Regions from separate parts of the Sus scrofa genome. Here all the other regions are linked to region 1. The links are chromatin contacts, called in public HiChIP or PLAC-seq maps. All regions are on one chromosome and are shown on one strand. The core of a region is the stretch at or near the end of the contact, and the rest is flanking DNA. Distances in the headings are between cores, read along the strand shown.

What was found. HiChIP or PLAC-seq counts read pairs in DNA pulled down with a chosen protein or histone mark.
Region 2: an H3K27ac HiChIP or PLAC-seq map of alveolar macrophages shows a contact between it and region 1. The contact joins two enhancer-like sites. A contact is called at or near these places in 2 of 47 Hi-C or Micro-C datasets (embryonic fibroblasts and subcutaneous adipose tissue) and 2 of 2 datasets of contacts at active chromatin or transcription factors (alveolar macrophages and skeletal muscle).
Region 3: an H3K27ac HiChIP or PLAC-seq map of alveolar macrophages shows a contact between it and region 1. The contact joins two enhancer-like sites. A contact is called at or near these places in 7 of 47 Hi-C or Micro-C datasets (alveolar macrophages, embryonic fibroblasts, fetal liver and 4 more) and 1 of 2 datasets of contacts at active chromatin or transcription factors (alveolar macrophages).
Region 4: a contact with region 1 is called in an H3K27ac HiChIP or PLAC-seq map of alveolar macrophages. The contact joins two enhancer-like sites. A contact is called at or near these places in 1 of 47 Hi-C or Micro-C datasets (embryonic fibroblasts) and 2 of 2 datasets of contacts at active chromatin or transcription factors (alveolar macrophages and skeletal muscle).
Region 5: a contact with region 1 is called in an H3K27ac HiChIP or PLAC-seq map of alveolar macrophages. The contact joins two enhancer-like sites. A contact is called at or near these places in 1 of 5 promoter capture datasets (liver), 18 of 47 Hi-C or Micro-C datasets (adipocytes, adipose tissue, alveolar macrophages and 12 more) and 2 of 2 datasets of contacts at active chromatin or transcription factors (alveolar macrophages and skeletal muscle).

Annotation. Positions count from the first base shown.
Region 1 is chr13:67,777,500-67,780,304 of Sscrofa11.1, forward strand. All of the region lies in intron 2 of VGLL4 (transcription cofactor vestigial-like protein 4), which reads right to left. Among named protein-coding and RNA genes, the nearest start is that of VGLL4, 94 kb to the right of the region's middle. Within about 2 kb of position 1,357, at least 70 of the 83 cell types and tissues checked have an H3K27ac peak or open chromatin away from gene starts, as enhancers often do. A contact at or near this core is called in adipose tissue, alveolar macrophages, brain and 8 more, where this site is marked.
Region 2 is chr13:67,319,548-67,322,352 of Sscrofa11.1, forward strand. The region is part of intron 1 of HRH1 (histamine H1 receptor); the gene reads left to right. It also overlaps a transcript of ATG7 not described here. Among named protein-coding and RNA genes, the nearest start is that of ATG7, 97 kb to the right of the region's middle. Within about 2 kb of position 1,349, at least 17 of the 83 cell types and tissues checked have an H3K27ac peak or open chromatin away from gene starts, as enhancers often do. A contact at or near this core is called in alveolar macrophages, embryonic fibroblasts and subcutaneous adipose tissue, where this site is marked.
Region 3 is chr13:67,392,545-67,395,349 of Sscrofa11.1, forward strand. All of the region lies in intron 1 of HRH1 (histamine H1 receptor), which reads left to right. It also overlaps a transcript of ATG7 not described here. Among named protein-coding and RNA genes, the nearest start is that of ATG7, 24 kb to the right of the region's middle. Within about 2 kb of position 1,332, at least 8 of the 83 cell types and tissues checked have an H3K27ac peak or open chromatin away from gene starts, as enhancers often do. A contact at or near this core is called in alveolar macrophages and retroperitoneal adipose tissue, where this site is marked.
Region 4 is chr13:67,471,485-67,474,289 of Sscrofa11.1, forward strand. All of the region lies in intron 10 of ATG7 (autophagy related 7), which reads left to right. Among named protein-coding and RNA genes, the nearest start is that of ATG7, 55 kb to the left of the region's middle. Within about 2 kb of position 1,412, at least 10 of the 83 cell types and tissues checked have an H3K27ac peak or open chromatin away from gene starts, as enhancers often do. A contact at or near this core is called in alveolar macrophages, where this site is marked.
Region 5 is chr13:67,502,486-67,505,290 of Sscrofa11.1, forward strand. The region is part of intron 17 of ATG7 (autophagy related 7); the gene reads left to right. Among named protein-coding and RNA genes, the nearest start is that of ATG7, 86 kb to the left of the region's middle. Within about 2 kb of position 1,471, at least 47 of the 83 cell types and tissues checked have an H3K27ac peak or open chromatin away from gene starts, as enhancers often do. A contact at or near this core is called in adipose tissue, alveolar macrophages, brain and 7 more, where this site is marked.

The DNA of each region.
Region 1 (2,805 bases), core at 107-2,606:
GGAAATACCTCACGGTTAGCAGGAGGTAATAAACAGTAAGAATTCAGGGCTCTTTTTTTTTTTTTTTCTTTTCTTCCCTTTTTTTTTTGGATTTAGCTTTCTGGTTGGTGCGTTGTGCAATCACTTCCACAAGGGACCAGAGTGTGGAGGAACTGTGGAGGAACATCGTTCAATGTCAGAACTCTCCCAGAGCTGAACAGGAAATGGTAAATCAGACAAAGAGCCAGTCTGTGCTCTGTGACATGGGTGCCCTCCCAGTCCCCCAAACTGAATAGAAAAATTCTTCATTGTTTGGGACAATCGCTCCCGAAAACAAAAACTCACTGTAACTTTCTGTTCCCCTCTACAGGAAAATGCAAAGTGCTTGCTGGCTGTTGGAATACAACAGGAATACTGTATGTAGATGGTGTGTGTTTAAAATGAGTATCAAAAAGAGAGAGAGAGAACCGGACATGTTTCACTTTTTACTTGGGTCCTAGAAGTTCTTCCTCTAAAAAAACACCAACGGAAATAAAAAAAAGAAATACACTGTAAAAACGCTAAAAGAGTGAAAAGTTAGTATGTAGCAAGCATAAAGCAAACTTTTAACAATGTATATTTCAACACCTCCCCGCCCCGCCCCCGCCCTCTCCACTGTAACCCCTGAAGCCTCTGATCAAAACAACAAACTTTGTCCTGAAACAGCACCTAAGAACCGCTCTCCTTTCAAGGCATGCTAAGGTCCCAAGAAAGAGAACAAAATGCACAGAAGTCCATCAGGACCGGAAAGGAGGAGTGGCCTTGACCAAAGCAACAGGGTAGCAATTTCTAGAAGGGAACGTCTACCTTCATAGCACAGAATGCCGATATTGTTGTTCATCTTGTCCAAGTACTGGTAGTTCAACAGGTCCATCTTCATAAATAGCATTTATTGGGCTAGCGCAGAAAACCAGCTCTTTGCTTTCGCCCTGAAAGAGTACGTTTCAAAAAGCAATTATTGCTGAGTAGCTCCTGGCTCTTCTCTTGAAACTTCACAAAGACGGAGGCCCAGCCTCAGCTGATCAAAACAAAGTAAGCTAAAAAAAAAAAAAAAAAAAGAAAGAAAGAAAGAAAAAAGAACGCACTCGCAAAAAATTGAACTGCAGAAAACCCTTCAAGGGTTTATTTGTAGACGGTACACGTCCTGGATCCTCAATCAAGCATTTAAAAATCGTTTCAGAAGTCCTGATGAAGCTTTCTTCGACGTAAGGAAGGAGCAAGGAAGAAAACCACGAAGCACATTTCCTAGGACAAAGCGGCGCCCGCGTCCCTCACAGCCCGCTGCAAGTCCGCGGCGCCCACACGCCACTATGCCTGGTATGACTCGTATGCAAATGAGCTTCCTCTTCCCAGCGGGAGGGAGCACAGAGCATGCTCACTGCATCCCCGGGGCTCCTCAAATGTCAGGGATATTTTCTGCACAAGATCAGGCTCTAAATGTATTAAGTGTTTGAAAGAAAAAGAGGAGGTGGAGAGTCCGCACAGAGAGAGAGGCTGGGGCAGGGCTGCTCTGGACAGGAAGCAGCCCTGCCACTGAGAGACCGTAGGAGGAAAAGAAAACCCAGGAAGTTGCTTTTTCAGGACCTGAGTAAAAAGTCAAAAATCCTTCATGGAAGCAAACTTCCATGGAATTTAACTCTGGTGTAGCTTCACTTTGGGGCTTCAGAAACTCTTAACTGTTTTGCTGTGGGACACATACCACACATTTTATTCTTTTTTTTTTTTTTCTTTCTTTCTCTTTGAAAAGTTATTTTACAATGTCCATTTACACTTTCACTGTATATTTAAAATGCTGATGCCATGTTATATATACCTTCCCTCACAACCCTCATAAACAACTCACATAAACTGGGCAGGGATGGTATCACTTTTTACAGCAGCAGAAACTGAGGCTCACAGGGATTAAATAATGGTCTGTGGCTCCCAAAATAGTTGCCAGAACTACATTTAGAGTGTCTTATTCACTAATATTATAACCTTCTAAAAAATGAGGGGAAGAGAAAGAGAGAAGCTTAAACAAGTAAGAATATGTATCCAAGACAGAAAGCCTACTGGAAATGATGGGGGGGGGGGTGGGGATAAAATTATTTTCACTTTGCATATAGGAAAGCTGTTCTGTCTGTGTATTGGAGGCCAATAGAGTAGCATAGCACCATGTCACTCCTGACAGGAAGGGCTGGGAGCTTAAACTTCATATAACCAGTATCCAGTGCAAGCGGTGCTTAGCGAACAAGTAAATCGCTGAATGTTCAGAGCCTTCAGCACAGGAAAAACTTGCTAACAAAGTAAGGGGGAAAATAGTTTTATCTTTGGAGATGGTAGTTAGCTTTTGGCATTGTAAATAGACTAATCACCATAGGAAATGTTTCTATACTGATACTGTTGTATGCTATCAGGAAATTCAGAAAATATCAAGGGGTGTGCTATACTATAAACCAAAAACTTACAAATTTTTTTTTCCCTTTTTTCAGCCACCTCCCGGGGGCATATGGAAGTTCCTGGGCTAGGGACTAAATCTGAGTGGGAGCTGTGACCTACACCACAGTTGCAGCAATGCCTAACCCACTGGGCAGACTAGGGATCAAATCAGGGCCTCCACAGAGACAAGCTGGATCATTAACACACTGTGCCACAGCAGGAACTCCAAAACCGGCAATTTTAATACTCTAAAGAACCGAGTAAATAATGTCAAGGGTTTATATGTAAAAAGATTAGCAACAGTTGCATCTTGGGTAATAGGCATGTTCAGGACAAGTTGTTCAAATCAAATCTTACTTGGAGATTAAT
Region 2 (2,805 bases), core at 99-2,598, 460 kb before region 1:
TTTCCCCCACCCTTTGTTCTGTTGCAACATGAGTATCTAGACATAGTTCTCAATGCTATTCAGCAGGATCTCCTTGTAAATCTATTCTAAGTTGTGTCTGATAAGCCCAAGCTCCCGATCCCTCCCACTCCCTCCCCCTAAAATCAGTGTGGGCTGTCCTGTCGCATCTTCATTGCTGGATTCTGTCTCCCGATGTTTTTGTTGCGGGCTTTAGGATCATGAGTTCATGAGTGAGATGCACTGGTGATTTTTCCATTCTGGTGTTTACTTATCAGACTTTGGTGTCAAGGTTACGCTGGCCTCACAAAACAAGGTGGACCTTGTTCCCACTTGTTCAGTTCTCTAGAAGAGATTGTGTAAGCTGGGTGTTGTTTTGGTCAAGTGTTTGAGAACTCATGAGTGGGCCCCCAGTGGGTGGGAGCCCAGCGCAGGGTGGGGAGGATAGCTGGTTTCAGCTCACTCCAAGGAGGAACTTTCCAACAAAAAGCAGCTCAGGCGGCCTTGGGAGGAAGTTGGCAGAAGCTGTGCACCCAGCTGTCCTGACCATGGCGGAAGAACCAGCCTTGGTCTCCAAGGAGGGTTCTCCAAACCTGTGATCCTAGATGAAGGGAGTTCCATGCAGGGGGAAAGTCTGGTGTCCATCTCCTCCTGCTTCTAAAATTGCTTCGTCTGCAGACAGTGTCCTGGCAGTGAATTTCTGTTCCCCAGTGCCTGCAGTGGAGGGACCTGACTCCATGCATGCCTCCCCTTTCCATCTCTGTGACAGCAGTTTGCCTGGAATCTTTAGGACCTGGGGCCACACCCTCCAGCCAGTTCCCTGTGACCCCAGGGTAGCTAGATTTTGACAAGCTTCTTAGCCGAATAGTCCCTCAGTCCTCTTTTCTAAGGTGCCAGGCCCTGGGCTAACTTGGATCATCTCTCTTAACCCCATAACAAAGCCACAAAGTAGCTGCTGTTACCCCCATTACTCAGACTAGGAAAACAAGGTTTCTGGCTGTGAATGGTTGTAATGGTTTCACAGTAAATTATCACCCTCTAACCTCTGTGGGCTTAGGTGTACAATGAAGGTCTCACTCAGTTTTCTTCTCACATATTTCCCTCAATGTCCCTGACCTGTTTCTTTCCCTCATCTCTGTCCCCTGCATCATCAGATCCACAATTGCTCTACGTCTTCAGAGGCAGAGCTCACAACTCCAGGGGGCACCATTCAGGTGGTTTTCTACTGCAGGCCTCAGGCTTTGCAACCTGGACACCCCATCCTCGGCAGCGGGTCTCCTTCCAGCTGTCTGTTGGGGTGTTGAACTTTCTGCCTATTCCAGTGGCTGAGCATCAGAGTCACAGCAGGTCACATGGCAGAGCATGAGGGGAGGAGAGCAATGGGCGTCTGTATGGCGAGGCTCAGTGATTCTCAGAGCATAAATCATAATAGTTCGTAAACTGCTTCCCCCTTCTTTTTCTCGCTTTTTTTTTTTTTCTTTCTTTCAAAGTTTCTAGGCAGTTTTCGCTGGGTTTATTCTTTCAGGAGAACTTGATTTATTTACTAGCTGGCTTTTTTTTTTTTTTTCTGTCCCTGGAGAGAATCATCACTCCATAAATCCATCCTCCCGGCCCTCTCCCCCAGCTCCCTTGCCAGCCTGCCATTCCAGCCAGAGGTTCTGCGCACATGAGTGTTGATGCTGGGCTTTAATGGAAGCCTGTTTTCTTTCCTTTTTCCTTGACATTTAACTGCTTGCATGGTGGGTGCACCCTGATGGGCCTAACATGAACCCCTGAGTGAGCTCAGAGTCAGCCTCCCTGGAGCATGATGGGCTAACTGCGAAGCATCTCCCAAGGTCTCCCCAAAGTAGATTTAGGGGAAACCCTGAATTCTGCATTTAAATCAGACCATCTCCTGAAGACAAGTTCATGTGAGGTAAAAAGAGACATAGACAAAATGGACTTATATTTATAAACTCCATTGTATAAAGAATGCATGTAATTCAGTTTCTGGTTAAAAGCAAAGGTTCCAGCCATGTCGACTCAGATCCTGGCTCCACAGCTTTCCAAAATATGTCCCAGGCAGGCCGTCCAATCTGTCTTTGCCTTGATTCCCTCAGTGAGAAGGCAGGGTGAGTGAGTGTGTTAACTTACAGGATTGTTATGAGAATAAAATGAGTCGTGAGGTTGGAAAGAATTAATATTTGAAAAGCATTTATAGGAGAACCTGGCACCTTAGGAGTGTTCATTAAAGAAACCAATGAATAAATAACTCTTTTATATGGATTTCTTCCCCCCCAAGAAATTGGGAGTTATTTTTGTCATGTTTCAAAATAAATCCCCCTGGATTTTAAAAATTGGAAGCTATATTAACCCTGCACATTAATTTCTGACTCACCCCATGTGATGAGTGCTTTTTGTGAGATGATATTTTCTTGAATTAGTGTGGAGGCTCCTTGAGGGCGTGCTGCATGCTACTTTGTGGAAGATCTCCAAAGTGAAGATAATTTTTAAAAGTGCAAGACCCTAGAGGCAGGTGGGTTTGGTGGCAATAGTTGGGGTTTCAGAGTTTTGACCTGGATGCACATCCTAATGCCCTAAATAGTTATCTCTTTGGCTTGGGAGGAAGCATGTTAACCTCCCTGGCCTCAGTTTCCACCTCTGTAAAAAGGGAATCGTAATTTTTTTTTGTCTTTTTAGGGCTGCTCCCATGGCATATGGAGGTTCCCAGGCTAGGGATCTAATCGGAGCTGCAATTGCCAGGATCTGAGCCATGTCTGTGACCTACACCACAGCTCACGGCAATGCCGGATCCTTAACCCACTGAGC
Region 3 (2,805 bases), core at 82-2,581, 380 kb before region 1:
TTGTTTTAAACATGATGTCCAGGGTTTTTAAGTGTACTTAGCAGAAGAATAGGGAAAAGTACCTGTACCCCATCTTCCTTGAAGCAGATGTCTTAGTATGTTTTAGAAGCTCTCCAGGCAGCCAAGGTTGTGAGCCACCAATATAGGCTGTAAGCTCCATTTGGACAGGGATTGTTTATCCTTTTCCTGTTATAACATCTGTACCTGATACCTCAATAAAGACTTTATGGTTGGGTGGATGGATTGATGGAAGGAAGGGAGAATGGGTGGGTAGATAGACGATGAATGAATGAATGAATGAATGAATGAATATCAGAATGGAACCAGCAGCCAGACTGATTCACACACCTGTGTCCCACTGCACACATATCCCTGACCAATCTGGGTCCAGAATTATTGCTGAAATAGCAGCTGCCTCTGTACACCAATGCCAAATAGAAAGATGAAGAAATAGTTGAAGGGGAGTTCCCATTGTGGCGAGTGGTTAACGAATCCGACTAGGAACCATGAGGTTGCGTGTTCGATCCCTGCCCTTGCTCAGTGGGTTAACGATCCGGCATTGCCGTGAGCTGTGGTGTAGTTTGCAGACGCGGCTCGGATCCCGCGTTGCTGTGGCTCTGGTGTAGACTGGCGGCTACAGCTCCCATTCGACCCCTAGCCTGGGAACCTCCATATGCCGCGGGAGCTGCCCAAGAAATAGCAAAAAGCCAAAAAAAAAAAAAAAAAAAAAGAAAGAAAGAAAGAAAAAAAAAGAAATAGTTGAAGGAAATAGAAAAAGTAGCTCTAATTCCCAGGCAGAGAGGGGAGCTCAGCAGGCCAGTGCCTCAAAGACTGTGCGCGCCCCGCCCCCCCCCCACCTTGGAGGGGGTAGTGAGGAGTCTTATAGTGTTTGAGGAGCAGGGGGTGATCAGCTCATGGATGTTTTCCTGATTGGTGGGTGCTGAGGTGGTTGGGAATCAGCATCATCAACTTTCTCATTCCAGCCGGTCTGGGGTCTGCGTGCTTATGGGAAGCACACAGTTGACTTCTCCACCTGGTGGAGGCTTCAGCACCTCCAAAACAGCTCCGAGGACATGGCGCAGCATATTACCTATAGTCCTTAAAGAACTTACTAAAGGTCCTGGACTTTGTTGAATGGCTAAACTACTATTATTCTGTCTTGCTTGACTGTTTTCCTTTTTCTATTTTCTCACTTCTCTGATTAAATTGATTCTTTGACTAAACTTGTTCTACAGACAAAAAGGCAGGAGGAGGACATGAGTTAGGGGTCCTCACAGGGTCCTGCTCTGTTAGAGAACCAAGGGGAGGCTTAACCAGCAGGTGGCGCTAAAGAGCCCCACATGTGGGGCTGGGGTGGCCACTGCAGTCAGGCTCCCAGTCACTTGACTGAAGGAGACAGAGACATTAAAGAAAGTCCTGTTCACCTAAGAGCTCTGTCTTATAAACACTGTGTATGCCTCTCCTTTCTCTCCTGCCAGTTCTTTTATTTACTTCAATATCGTAATTTCTTTTTTTCTTAAGAAGAGGACAGCCTGGATAACTTTGGTCTTTGAGAGTGCCTTTCTCTCAGCTTAATCTCCAGGGATTTGGAACAGCAAGAAAGCATTATTCATCATGTCCTGAAATGATATGTGTATGTGTGCTGGGACTGGTGCTGCGTTTGCCACATCCTTGACTAAAGTTAGCACGGATGTTCATATTTCCAATTACATGAAATCTTTATTTAAAGTGTTTATTCACTTCCCTCTCTCACCATAATGAAAAAGAGGATGAGGTGGGGCGGGGGTGGCATGCAGCTCATTCAAACGTCTTAGAAGGTGGGTGTCACTTGGGCCTTTAAATGACGTCACTTGCCAACCCTTGGAGCTTAGTGCAAGGCAACCACTAAACTCCAGAAGTCTCTTTCCACATCTTTAAATCAGGGCAAGAACGATTCCTTCACTGTGAGGTCATCAGCACTGTAAGGATTAATGAGGAAAACCTCCCAGTCCAGTGCAGGTAGGTAGAAACATTACTTTTCTTTTTTCTTCATGGCTTTTCTTGCTTGAGGGTAAGAGGTAATGGAGCTGGGCTTTTTATGCTTCTTTTCTTTGCCATTAAGGATGATTATTCTTTAGCTTCCCTTTCCTGTGTTGCCTGTTTTTAGAAACCTCAGCCTGTCCCACCTGGGGTGGGGAAGGAAAGGGGCAGGCAAACGAACAAGTCCAGCCTCCCAAACTCTTAAAGTCAAATTATAAGATGAAAGAAAACCAGAGAGGTACGGGGCGGGGGGAAGGTTTCCATACTTCCAGTTCTGCTGATTAACTAAGAAATTATGTGTTAACATATTGCTGTGCTAACCTTTAAAAGAAACTATGTGATGCATTTTATCCAAAACCTAGTACCAGCCAGTAGTTTGCTTTCATTTAAATGGCACTAAAGGAGTTCCTGTCATGGCGCAGTGGAAACGAATCCAACTGGGAACTATGAGGTTGCGGGTTTGATCCCTGGCCTTGCTCGGTGGGTTAAGGATCCGGCGCTGCCATGAGCTATGGTGTAGGTCACAGACGTGGCTTGGATCCTGCATTGCTGTGGCTCTGGCATAGGCCCGCGGCTACAGCTCCGATTCGACCCCTAGACTGTGAACCTCCATGTGCTCGGGAAGCGGCCCTAGAAAAGAAAAAAAAAAAAGACAAAATAATAATAATAATAATAATAATAATAATAATAATAAATGACACTAGAGTCTTGTAATTGCTCACATATTTCTCCTTGCTCTGGCTCCTAGGAAACTCAGAGCAAAACTGTGGCCTAACTATAGTAGCT
Region 4 (2,805 bases), core at 162-2,661, 310 kb before region 1:
TTCTGTGAACAGAGGGCAGCTCAGCTATTCATAAAGGAACAAAGGCAAAGATTGTCCTCAGGAAATTTCCTCCAGGCAGTTTTTTCAGAGAATTTTTCTTTCCCTGATTTTTTTGTTTTTGCTTAACATGCAAATCTTTATTCCTTACCCTTCTTATAGGAAGAATAAAGTATTAATGCACCTACATATTTATTTGTTACACAAAATTGTATGTGATCCTATTCTCTGTGTAGGAAACCAGTCAGCAAAAGTGCCCTTTCTCCTTCCATGTTTAATATTCTCCATTTGATCTTGTGCTGTAGGTAGACGTCAGCTCTCATTCCCCTTTCATAATTTAAGAAATGTGGGCTCCCAGATACTTTATATGTATAGGTGTGTGAGTGTATAGATACATACACCTGCATTTATGTATATTTATGGACATGTCACAAAGACGTAATAACATATTCAAATTTGAGTAAAATAAAGATAATAATACCCACCTCATGGAGTGCCCCAGATGAGGAATCTGAGTCCTGTGTAAAAGACAGGTGTAGTGGTGTCATCTTATACTTGCTTATTAAATGCTAACTTACGTTAATTTCCTATTGTACCCAAAGCTCAGAACTCTTTCCAAATGATCCCTCAGATTTCTATGACATACATGTTTTCCAAATTACTTTTATATACTATCGTTGTTTAATTTGCTCCTTACAACATCTTTATTGTCCCAAGGCACATTGCTTTCTTTAATGCATGGGTCATGTGCCTTAAAGTATGTATTTATTTGTTTTAGGGGGATGGGAGTGGGGAGTTTAAAATCTCTCTCTCTTTTTTTTTTTTTGCTTCTTAGGGCTGCACCTGTGGCATATGGAAGTTCTCAGGCTAGGGATCGAATCAGAGCTCTAACTGCCAGCCTATGCCAGAGCCACAACAACCCCAGTGCCAAGATACATCTGCCACCTACACCACAGATCATGGCAACGCCGGATCCTCAACCCACTGAATGAGGTCAGGGATCGAACTCGCGTCCTAATGGATACTAGTCAAGTTTGTTACCACTGAGCCACAACAGGAACTCCTAAAATCTCTTTCGAGATGTCATTTTCAGAGACCAGAGTCCAAAGGATTCAGGATTGGCTCTGAGGACACTTTATCAGTGATTCTCTGTCAGCACTGAAGAATGTCTTCAACAGACTTCTTAGAAAGATCTAGAGAACACCCTGCTTGGTCAGGCAAGAGGAAGCTGTTTACTTGGTAGTTTAGAGCCTTAGATGTTTGGCCTCTCTGCCTTGTTTAGGAATTTGCATTTGGTTTAGCACCCTCTTCTGGCACATTCTAAAATAGCTTCCAAGTTAGTGAAGTTAACTTAGGTGCCACACCTTTGTTTTATTAAGATAAACTAGAGGGCAGCTCCAGGGGAGTGAGGTGAGCATGAACTGACCAGTCATGGGTGCCTGGCCTGCACTGGGCAGGCCACCAGCCACCTCACACGTTGCTCACTTACTCCTGCCAACCACTGTTTGGGGAAGGCACTTTTCTTTACATTTTTAAGATAAAGTCACTGAATTACTCCCAGCTCCCAATGATACATACCACTGGTGCTGGGCAAACCTGGCAAGCCCAGGACACCCTGCATTTCCATGTGAAAAAGGAGTTTTAGTGCAGCAGTGCCGGCAGTACAGCTTTACACTTGATACTGAGTGTGGATTATTTAAGCAAGGCGAATGTTCCTGTTTTTTACATGTAAATTAATGTTTTCCTTCTGAGCCATAAATTAAATGTTATAATAAATAAAACTTTATAGTTATTATATATTGAAATGTAAACTGAAGGTATTAGTATGGTAGTATCTTTCAGTATTTCTAAACATCCCATAGTGGCAATTACAATATTATAAGAAATTTGAATATCCTGTATCTTCCTTGGTGTAGCCAAGCTCCTCTCCTTTGCTCATCCCAGGATTCAGGCAGCTGGCTGAAGGAGGCTGCAAACGCTGTGGAGAGAGGGAGCTCTCCTCCTTTTAATTCCTGTCCTTAATGTGCTTCTCCTGTTTGTCCAACTATGGGAAAACAGGACCTAATTTTCCCCTAAATTTTTTCTCATTAATTTGGGGTATGTCCTATTGGATGTAGATTTTATGGAAGCAGATGTGATAGATTAAATATTATGGTCACATGTAGTATTTTTAAAAAGTTATGAATAAGTTTAAAGTACACCTAATTTTCTTAAAATATCAATGGCATCTTGAGTACAGAGATGTTTTAATTTGAAATGACATTTTATTTTTGTCTTATGATTTCTTATCTGTAACGGGAGAAAGCTTAGGCTAGAGTTATTAATTATAGTCTCCAAGACTGTGGTTCTGAAGTTCTTGTCAAAGTTCTGTGCTACGTGTTAGTGAACCTTTTTTTTTTTTTTTTTTTTTTAAATGGCTATACCCATGGCATATGGAAGTTCCCAGGCCAGGGACTGAATCTGAGCCTCAGCTGTGAACTATGCCACAGCTGTGGCAACACCAGATCATTCAATCTACTGCGCCAGGCCGGGGATCGAACCTGCACTTTCGCAGTGACACAAGCCATTGCAGTCAGGTTCTTAACCTACTGTATCACAGTGTGAACTCCTAGAGAACCCATTTTTAAATTTAATGTAAGAATAGTGAAGAAATCATGGAGTTCCCTTGTGGTCCAGTGGATTAAGGATCTGAGGTTGTCACTGCTATGGCTCTGGTCACTGATGTTGTTGTGCAAGTTCCTGGCCTGGGAACTTCCACATGCTGTGAGCCAAAAAAAAAAAAAAAAAAAAAAAAAAGTAAGGAAGTCA
Region 5 (2,805 bases), core at 221-2,720, 270 kb before region 1:
CTTAACTGCTAAGCCACCAGGAAGCTCCTCTTCACCAGTTTTTGTTGCTGTGCTTTTGGGGGGTTCCTGGTCTTGCTCCTTGGCAGTGGTTTCTCTGGGCTCTGTGTGTGTTTGAGTCTATAGCAGGGAGGCTGTCTTGGGAGGGAAGCAGTAAGAGTCCAATTCAGGGACACGTGAGGACAGACTCGCACAGGAGTGCAGAGCTGGGTGAGTCACAGATCACATTTGTCTCTCTCTGCCTCCCCTTGCCTGGCCTGTCATTTTCCACTTGAGGGTCTGACTCAGAAGAAGGGAGATTGCTTGTCCATGGTCACAGAGAGAGGTAGTGAATATGCCGACATCTACACCTAAACCTGGCCCTCTGACCAGTGCTCTCCTGAGGTTTTATGACTGGAAATAGTGCAGCCTGCATATCAGGAGAGCTGACTTTGAATTGCTACTCCTGAGCCGCCCATCATAGACTTGTGTTAGGTCACTGACCCTCCCTCAGCCTCAGTGTCCTATCAGTAAAAGCCGGTGCTTTGCCTTGCGTCCAGAATTGTCTTTGATGAGGCTTTTTGTAAACCAGGAAACACAAGACAAATGTGACTTTTCCAGTGTGTCATTTATTTGAAATGAATGTGTTAATCTCTTCTGCAGAGACATTTCAAGTAGGACCCAGCAGACACTGTCATAACCTCCATCACAGGAGCTGTCCTCCAGAGCCAACCTGTGCAGTTGATGTGCTCATTTGAATCCCTTGCCTCTTCCCCTTTTTGCATGTCTCTCATCTCCTTCCCTCCTTCTGCCCTTGAGATGTGCCCTCCTCTCCTTTACAGATTTCATACAGAGAAGGGCCTTAATTAAATTTTCAGTCATGCCCCTGCACTGGTTTCCTTCTTTAAGTCTTTTATGTTAAATTACTGCAGTTGTAGTTTTCTCAGTGCTGAGGCCAGAGAGCAAATCAGTCCCTTTATAGAAGGGGTTCAGTGTCAAAATGCATGTGCCCATGTTTTTAAAGTACTATGGCAACTAATCCCTGTCATGTTATTTACCCCCATTGAGCCTTGCAACTGTTTGTCATTCACCCGCTCTTCTGGTTCTTTCTCCTCGTTGTTAAGTGTCTGAAGGATTATTTTGGTTGTTGGCCATCTCTTCATTTGGCCTTTTCAAAGGCTGAAGAATAATGCAGCCATATATGGAAAAAGCCCAGTGTGTGTGTGATTACTTGCTTACATTATTTCAAGTTTCAAGCCTTTATTTTTAGCTACTTTCTAAAAACGACAGCAGAGAAAGAACTTTAAAATTAATCAGGGTTGTGTGGTACCTTTTTATAGGCTTTACATTTCTTTTATTTCTCTCTTTTCTGAAATGGAGTGAGTCCATTTATGCGACTGTGTTTTGATTAGCAGGATGTCGTTTCCACAAAAACACTGGGCTGTGTTGCAATGCAGACTCAGCACCTCCCCCCCTCCTCTTCCTGGCTCTCCTGACAAATGACTTCCTGCTGCAGTGGAACTTGGTAAACCCCTTTGTGTGCTTTGTATCCAGAGAGGGGCCTGTGACGCTCCCTGGGCTTTTTTTTTTTTTTTTCCTCACCTGCCCGAAGGACAGTGCTTATTACTTGGCCCCTGTAGAATGAGCCGTGGTAGAATAGTGCTTGTCCTTGGCCGGGGAGTCACATGCCACCCCCACCAGCAACTCCTTTTGTAATGTGGGAAGAGGACCTCAGCCTGTGCTCTCCTCTGCATCAGGCCTGAGGCCTGAGGATGACTTAGTTGCTCTTCTTCCTTTGGGGCCATAGGCAGAATTTGGCCCATCCAGAGATTGGCACATGCAGAAACAGGCTTGATGAGGCCCTGAAATTCAGTGATACTCAGCCTGAAAAGAAAATCTGTTACCGAATTTGAAAACTGTGGGAAAAAACCATTTGAAGGTGAGAAAATAGGCCTCTAGGTTTGTTCTTTTTATAAAAGTCTCTGGCCCAGTGTACGTGAATGGGATTCTGCAAGTGGGCAGTGATGTGTATAAGCCACTTTCTCTCTATAAAGGGAATATCTTTTTTTTTTTTGTCTTTTTGCCATTTTCTTGGGCCGCTCTTGCGGCATATGGAGGTTCCCAGGCTAGGGGTCAATCGGAGCTGTAGCCACCAGCCTACGCCAGAGCCACAGCAATGCTGGATCCTAGCCGAGCCTCATCTGCAACCTACACCACAGCTCACGGCAACGCCGGATCGTTAACCCACTGAGCAAGGGCAGGGATCGAACCCACAACCTCATGGTTCCTAGTCGGATTCGTTAACCACTGCGCCACGACGGGAACTTCGGGAATATCTTTAATTTGCCATTTTTATCTGTATATAAAACACAGAAAATCACACTTAAATCATTAAGTATATATCTTGGATTATCACAAAATGAACACCATTCACCTGCCTGGCACACAGATCAAAATGAAATGTTATTGAGCCTCCCCGCTGCCCCCCTCATGGTTCCACTTATCATCACCTCCTTCCCACACAGAGGCAAGCTTCTCCTCACTCTGAACACCTTGAGAGAAAAGTAGAGAATACTTTTTCATTGTAAATCTTAGCATGCTATTTTTTTCTCTGCTGCTAACAAGTGGGATCTTTTATTGACAGTCAGACAGACAGAAAGAAGAAAGAAAAGGAAGAAAGTAAGTGGTCTTTTCCTGGTTCCTGGGATGGTGCTGAGTTCTGTGAGGCCAGCCAGACCCCTTTTCTGGCTTTTTGTAGAGGCCACTCCTGGCATCTCCAGGAGGTTGGTGTGCAGGCTGATGAGAGACCCTGAATGGGGCACAAATTAG